2 separate regions of the Xenopus laevis genome follow, and region 2 is linked to region 1. A link is a contact called in public Hi-C data. All regions are on one chromosome and are shown on one strand. Each heading gives the region's core, a stretch centred on a gene start, on an enhancer-like site or on the middle of the called end of the contact. The rest is flanking DNA. Distances are from core to core; before and after follow the strand shown. Region 1 has its middle 56 kb from the start of tmem260.L. Region 2 has its middle 95 kb from the start of peli2.L.

The links. A called contact is a pair of places that touch in the nucleus more often than the background predicts.
Region 2: a Hi-C map of the XTC cell line shows a contact between it and region 1, with 4 times the contacts expected there. The contact joins two enhancer-like sites. A contact is called at or near these places in 2 of 4 Hi-C or Micro-C datasets (the XL177 cell line and the XTC cell line).

The regions. Positions count from the first base shown.
Region 1 is chr8L:95,986,481-95,990,503 of Xenopus_laevis_v10.1, reverse strand. No RefSeq gene overlaps it. Among protein-coding and RNA genes, the nearest start is that of tmem260.L, 56 kb to the right of the region's middle. Within about 2 kb of position 2,018, at least 2 of the 7 cell types and tissues checked have an H3K27ac peak or open chromatin away from gene starts, as enhancers often do.
Region 2 is chr8L:96,148,646-96,152,668 of Xenopus_laevis_v10.1, reverse strand. No RefSeq gene overlaps it. Among protein-coding and RNA genes, the nearest start is that of peli2.L, 95 kb to the right of the region's middle. Within about 2 kb of position 2,203, at least 1 of the 7 cell types and tissues checked has an H3K27ac peak or open chromatin away from gene starts, as enhancers often do.

The DNA.
Region 1 (4,023 bases), core at 769-3,268:
AGAACCCCTCTTCTCTAACTTAAAGGGATACTGTCATGGGAAAAAAAATTTTTTTCAAAATGACTCAGTTAATAGTGCTGCTCCAGCAGAATTCTGCACTGAATCCATTTCTCAAAAGAGCAAACTGATTTTTTTATATTCAATTTTGAAATCTGACATGGGGCTAGACATATTGTCAATTTCCCAGCTGCCCCAAGTCATGTGACTTGTGCTCTGATAAACTTCAATCACTCTTTACTGCTGTACTGCAAGTTGGAGTGATATCACCCCCCTCCCTTTTTCCCCCCAGCAGCTAAACAAAAGAACAATGGGAAGGTAACCAGATAGCAGCTCCCTAACACAAGATAACAGCTGCCTGGTAGATCTAAGAACAGCACTCAATAGTAAAAACCCATGTCCCACTGAGACACATTCAGTTACATTGAGAAGGAAAAACAGCAGCCTGCCAGAAAGCATTTCTCTCCTGAAGTGCAGGCACACGTCACATGACTTGGGGCAGCTGGGAAATTGACAAAATGTCTAGCCCCATGTCAGATTTTAAAATTAAATATAACAAAATCTGTTTGCTCTTTTGAGAAATGGATTTCAGTGCAGAATTCTGCTGGAGCAGCACTATTAACTGATTCATTTTGAAAAAAAAAAATTTTCCCATGACAGTATCCCTTTAAGGCCTCCTCACCATCCGCCCACAACCCTCCTCTAGCCACCTCCCTCCCTGATTTGACCAGCGAGTCCCTGGTATCCTTGCATCGTCAGGGCGGGGAGAGACCACGAAGCGCAGAGTGGCAAGCAGGTAGGAGCGGATCTGGGCTGGCGGGGCCCACTGGGTTTTTTCCCAGTGTCCCGACGGTCCAGTCCGACCCTGACAATGGCAGGAGGGCCACAGGCTGCAAAGTATTTAACAAGTTTACAGAATATAACTTGAAATTATATCTACGATTTGTTCCAAAGGGACAATGTAATGCTGGGTGTCCTTGCAAATTTCACGTCTTCCCTACCTTATAATTGTCCCCCAATAATAGCACAGCTAGGGAGAAGTCAAACTCATTGCCTGTATTATACATAGTGAATAAAGTACCCCCTCCAGTAAAATATAAGGATATTATAAGTTACAGAGGAGTTCCAAGACCATATAAAATCATGAGGCTGAGTGTTTTTATACAGGTCATGGAACTCTGAGGTGATTTCTAATATCCTCATATTTTACAACAGGGGGTACTTTATTTATTATAATACACAGGTCATGTGGCATCACTAAGCTCTGATTATAACCGATGACATCACTAAGCACCATTTATAAGGATACCATTTACAGGATATTCATGGCTTTTGTGTATTATATACATATATATTCAATGTATATGGACCTGTATATTAATGGCAGCATAGACAGGGTCAACTTTTAGAAACCTTCAGTGGAGACTCTGAGCGGAACACAAAGCAAATGAAAAAGGCTCCCAGAAAAGAAGCAAGGAGCTACTCCGATTTCTTGCCATAACAATACATAAAGAAGTCAACATAAAGATTATAGAAGGTGCTCAGCTGGATGGGGAAGATTTGGAGATACCTGCACTAAAAGGAGAATTAAAGGAACAGTAACACCAAAAAATGTAAGTGTTTTAAAGTAATGAAATATCATGTACTGTTGCCCTGCACTGGTAAAACTGATCGGTTTGCATCAGAAACACTACTATAGTTCATATAAACAAGCTGCTGTGGAGCAATGGCGGAAATTGAAACTACACAGCAGCTTATTTATATAAACAATAGTAGAGTTTCTGACCCAAACACATCAGTTTTACCAGTGCAGGGCAACACTGCATTATATTTTCATTACTTTAAAACACTTTTATTTTTTGATGTTACTGTTCCTTTAACCTTGGAGTGCTCCCACAACCCCTGTTTTTTCTATTAAGCTTTAGTCCACCTTTAACTTTTAGGTCCCCTTGCTGTATACTGTAAGTCTCCAAGCTGCTCCTGCAATGCGCCCCCCTCGCTAACCCCCCCCCCCCCAGTGCTTACCTTTCCTGCCCCACAGGGGTCCAGGAGGGCCACAATGCTAATGCAGAGAGCACAATTGTTCTCTCTTATACTAGAATAACTGAATTTCCGGTTTAAAAACTGGAAATTCAGCTCTGAAAGTTACAAGGAGTGGCTTTTTGCTGCCCCTGGTAACTAGTTAGAGTCTTTCAACTGGTCTCATTAGCACAGTGCTCTTAATTTTCTAACAATAGGTAATTAAAATTAGGTTCCTAAATGGTGCTTGGGACAGGTGTGTAAAATTGATTCCAAAACTTAATTAGAGTCTCCTAAGAAAAAGGTTAAGGAATACATTATTAATACATGTGCCAACAGCTGGAAAATATAGTGAACATATAGTGAAAAGCATATTGTGCTGTTCCGATGCACTCCACGACGTTTCTGACGCATGCTCTACCAGTTCTGGTGCCCTGCCCCAAATGCATGTGCAAAGCCATTTAAAGGATGCCAGGCGCAGCAATTCCTTTCTAAATGATCTTTTGTCTGAGCTGAATTACTAAGCCTGTTTCTTTGTATGATCTTCTGGTAGCTGATCCTGCCTGTCTGACCAAACTTCCACAGCCTGCCTGTTGCTGGCCTTTCTGTGGGCTTCGGGCCGGCCCGCACATCACTACCCTGTTCCCATTCTCACTGACTGACTCTCACGTAGTTAAATCTGTAGGGAGGAGAGTCAGGTCCGGACTGAGAATCAAAATAGGCCCTGGCATTTCAGGTACACAGAGGCCCAAACAGCCCCCACCAGCCCACTAAATACTGACTTTCTATGGCACCTTATAGCAGCCCCTCTGGCATTTGCCAGAACCCACAGATTGCCAGTCTGGGCCTGGGAGGAGTCCATTGCCTCTTATGGTTCTGCTCTCCGTGACATTGCCCCCCAAGAGCTGCAATGTCACTCACAAAATCACATAAATTAAAGTGGGGAATCATCAACGTAACCCCTTGATATAATTAATGCCATTGCAGCATATTCAGCTAAGTCTCAACAATAAAAGATGAAAATTAATTATTTCAATAAGGAGAGTCACTCGAGGAACCATTTGATACAAATGCAAGTGTTTGAAGTAAATTGATTTAAAGGAAAAGTAAAGATGAACATAGAAGTAGGCTAGAAATGCTGCACATTATGTTTTGGGCTTCTGTACCAGCCCAAGGCAACCACAACAATGCAGATATGTGCCTCCAAAGATGCCCCAGTAGCTCCCCATCTTATTTTCTGCTGGTTCACTGCACATGCTCTGTTGTTGTCACTTACCTGAGCTTAAGGAATGACACACATGATACTGTGTTTATAGCATATAAATCTTACACTACAAGGCTGATTAGTATTAAACTCAGATGTGAACCTCATTTATTTTTTGCTTCATTATTTGCAACATCCCCTAAGCTTAGCTTCTCAACAGCTGCTCAGAGCCCACTGGTGGCCCCTCTGGTGGCACAACTTTGAAGACCTAAATCACTATTGTTATAAAGATTCTAAAACTTTAGGATGGTGCAATAAGTTCAGAATGTAAACGTTTGCATTTCTACCCACATTTGTTTTTAGGGTTTAAAGGTGGCCGACAGACCGAGTCGGCAGCTTATTGGCCCGTGTATGGGGGCCCCCGATGGGCTTCCCCGATCGAGATCTGGCCGAAAGTCGGCCAGATCTCGATCGGATGGGACTAAAAATACCGTCGGATCGCGGCCGCATCTGTTCATTGATGCGGTCCCGCGATCCGACCGCCCATTCGCGTTCGCTAGGATCCGATCGTTGGGCCCTAGGGCCCTCGATCGGATCAGCCCGATATTGCCCACCTCAAGGTAAACAGTACATTGTACATGATCCTAACTAAGATATAATTAATCATTATTGGAAGCAAAACCAGCCTATTGCGTTTATTAAATATTTAAAAGATTTTTTTAAGTAAACTTAAAGTATGAAGATCCAAATTACAGATATGTCTGTTATCCAGAAAACCCCAGCTCCTGAGCACTCTGGATAAC
Region 2 (4,023 bases), core at 954-3,453, 160 kb before region 1:
GATAATTACTACATGTGAGTTTAGAAACCAGTGAAATTAGCACCGGAATTTAATTATCAGACGTGTAGCATCACCTTATATTAAAGACAAACCTCATTTTCTGTTTGTAAATTTGCAATGACCCTAAGCTTAGCTTCTCAACAGAGCCCACGGAGCATGTGAGTGTCGCAGACACTTTCAACGATGGTGACCCCCAGTGACAAGTTTAAAGTTCTGGATCATTGCTGCTATTGAGATGCTGAAAGTTAAGGTTGGTACAGTTCAGTATATAAAATATGACATTTATAACCATTTTAATTTTTAGGGTTTAGTGCTCTTTTAAGGCCAGGGCAAGACAAAGGCAGTTCTCCGCCCTTCGTTTCTATGCAGACGGAGAATTCACTGCCCTGCTGCTCTTCCGCTCCTGATCTGCCTGCACCTGAAAGCATTGTTTCCGCTCAGGTGCAAGCAGACGCAGTAAGATTTTGAGCCGAAACGCAACATTTTGCACTGAAATTCGCCCTGTGCCTTCAGAACAAGGGGAGCAGCAGGGTCATGGATTCTCTGCCTGTGAAGAATCCACAAATATATTACAATCCCTGTTTTGTTTAAAGGTGAAGGCATTATTAAGTAGCTTAAGGCACAAAATGTCTCAGTGTCCTTCATGTATTTATAATGGGTTGAGTGCAGAGGACCTCTTGTATTTGTAGATGTTATGTTTCAAGACAAATTCCATAGTACCAGAGTAAAAATTCCTAAGGATCACTGGAGAGACTCTAGTCTCTTATTCTTTACTCTTCTTATATCTGGTATGACCCACTGTATTTAGTGTTTTGCCATATGCAACTTGCATGAATTTCCATTCAGCATTAGATCAAGAAATATACAACATTTCATAATAATATGGGTGAGACTTCAGCTGCAACAACAATGGGTTGTAGCAATAGGGGTAGGTGATCCAACTGCAAACACAATAATACTGGTTTTGTAACAATAGGGTTTTGGAAACACGGCTACAAAAAAAACAACAATGGTTGTAAATGGGTAGTAGACCCATCTGCAAACCAAGGAATAATGAGTTATAACAATAGGGCCAGGATACCCAACTGCAAATACAACAACAATGGGTTGTTGCAAGAGGGGTACAAGGCACAACTGCAAATGCAACAATAATGGGTTGTAACAATAGGCTTAGGACATGCAATTGCAAACACAACAATAATGGATTGTAACAAAAGGGGTATTAGACATAACTGCAAATGCAACAATAATGGGGTAGCAGACCCAACTTAAACCCAACTATAGTGGGTTATAACAACCAGAGTAGCAGACCCAACTGCAAATACAACAATATAGGTTGTAAAAATAGACATGAGACCCAACTGCAGACCCAACAATAATGGGTTGTATCAATGGACGCAACTGCAAACAATAATCGGTTGAAACAATAGTAAAAGACCAAACTGCTGCTGGTTGCCCAAGGCTGTGGATGATCTAGTGGCCACTGACTGATTTGTTGTTTTCAGCAGATATCTGTGTTCAGCAGCACTGAACCACGGGGTACTCAAAACTGGATAATGTATCTCTGCCAGGGAACAAGCTTGACCAGACACACTAAGATCTTCACAATTGGCAAGGTCACGAAACCACCAACATTCTGGGCCAAATTGAGCTGATTCAATCGCATGGCTCTGAGGCCAATTATCAGATGACAATGGATGCCTAAGCAGGTCCATTGGGAGAGGACAGGATCAATGTGCTGATATGGTCACCACTGGATGGAATGTTTTAGCCTGCTGAGCAAAATTTGTTGAGTTTGGCAAGTTCTTACCCAATTACACTGCATTCTGGATAAAAGGTCCCATACCTATACAATTTTGGTGTTTCTTGAAAAAAAACCACCGCTATATAAAAACATCTTTACTGTTACATTAACACATAGACAAAGGTTTAATTTCACATGGTTATAAACACGCCCTTTTGAAAAACAATTTTAATAGGATTGTTGCATTCCTACAGTATTTACAGCTAAATATATTAGTATTGTATTAGATTACAATACACAGTTAACCAAATACCACCCAATGAACTACAATTGTGGTGCTAAAATCCTGACATGCAAGATGCGTGAGTATATTCCAGTGGAATGTTACAGGCTACTGTCATTGCATTTTTGCTCCCAGCATTGAATTACTCACATTACAGACTCTATTACTGAAGCAGAAGTATTTCAACTTTCCTACTTGTGACAGTCACGCTGCCTGGGAAACTGAATGGAATGTGTTACACGTTTTTACACTTGGGTAGGGTTGCTGCATGTACAGTGAATAGTCATACCTGAAATCTACTCTGCTAAATATTATGTCCTACCCCTCTTGCCACTCGCTTCCTTTATCCCTTCTTAGTTATTATACCATTCTGCTTTCCTCTTCGGCACTGCCTTATTATTATTATTTTCCTTTCCCATCACGTCTTTCCTTATTTTCTTTTTTACCCTGTCAGGATGTTTCAGTGACTCCATAGTCCTTTCCATCCCCTGCCTCTTGTCCTGTGCCAGGCGTATGCAGCGTGAAGCATTTGGTTGCAAGAAATGTATGTTCATGATACACTTAGGGGCAGATTTATCAAGGGTCAAAGTGAATCGAGGGAATTTTTGAAGTTAAAAAATTCGAAATTCTCAGTAATTTATTGAATACTTCGACCATCGAATAGGTTACTACGACTTCGAATTTACTTCGACTTCGATTCGAAGTTAAAATCATTCGACTATTCGACCATTCGATAATCTAAGTACTGTCTCTTTAAAAAAACTTCGACTTCAATACTTCGCCTACTTAAACCTGCCGAAGTGCTATGTTAGCCTATGAGGACCTTCCAGAGCAATTTTCTACGTTTTTTATATTCGAAGGAAAATCGTACGATAAAATCGTTCGAATCGTACGATTCGAAGTACAATCAGAGTACGATCGTACTATGATCAGAATACGATTGTACGATGAATAAAATCCTTAGACTTCGAATTCGAATGTCGGAGGATTCTATTCGATGGTCGAATTTCGAAGTATTTTCCACTTCTCTTTAAAAAAACTTCGACTTCAATACTTCGCCTACTTAAACCTGCCGAAGTGCTATGTTAGCCTATGAGGACCTTCCAGAGCAATTTTCTACGTTTTTTATATTCGAAGGAAAATCGTACGATAAAATCGTTCGAATCGTACGATTCGAAGTACAATCAGAGTACGATCGTACTATGGTCAGAATACGATTGTACGATGAATAAAATCCTTAGACTTCGAATTCGAATGTCGGAGGATTCTATTCGATGGTCGAATTTCGAAGTATTTTCCACTTCGAAATTCGACCCTTGATAAATCTGCCCCTTACAGTGATTTCAAGTCTAAAATTAGATACTTTTTAGCTTCGGCTTATATTTACTGAATTTGCTCACATAATAATAACACACATTTTTCTGTTTTCAGAAACAAAGAAAGACGATGCCAGCTCTTAGTCTGATCCACATTGTAGTGTTGACCAGCTGCTAGAAGCACCCATATGCCAGCTCTCAGTCTAACCCACCCTCTAGTGTAAACCAGCTGCTAGAAGCACCCATATGCCAGCTCTCAGTCTAACCCACCCTCTAGTGTAAACCAGCTGCTAGAAGCACCCATATGCCAGCTCTCAGTCTAACCCACACTGTAGCATTGACCAGATACTAGACACACCCATATGCCAGCCCTTGGTATAACCTACAATCAGGAGGTGACCAGCTGCTAGGCAAGATAGCCCTTATTTGCATTTCAAGAAGAGAATTCTGTTACCAGACTTGAGTAAAAAGGCCTTCATTACAAACTTTATACTCTCTCAGCATCTATAACCTTTAACCACATCTTTGTTTTCCCATTATTTTCATTATTTGCTGACTTCAATCTACCAGCTGAGCACAAAGTACCTCCAAACAAGTGCAGTTTTAATCATTATAATAACATGAGGTTATGGGTGTCTCCGCTTCCAAGTTTGATGTTTTTTCTTCTGTTTTCTATGGAT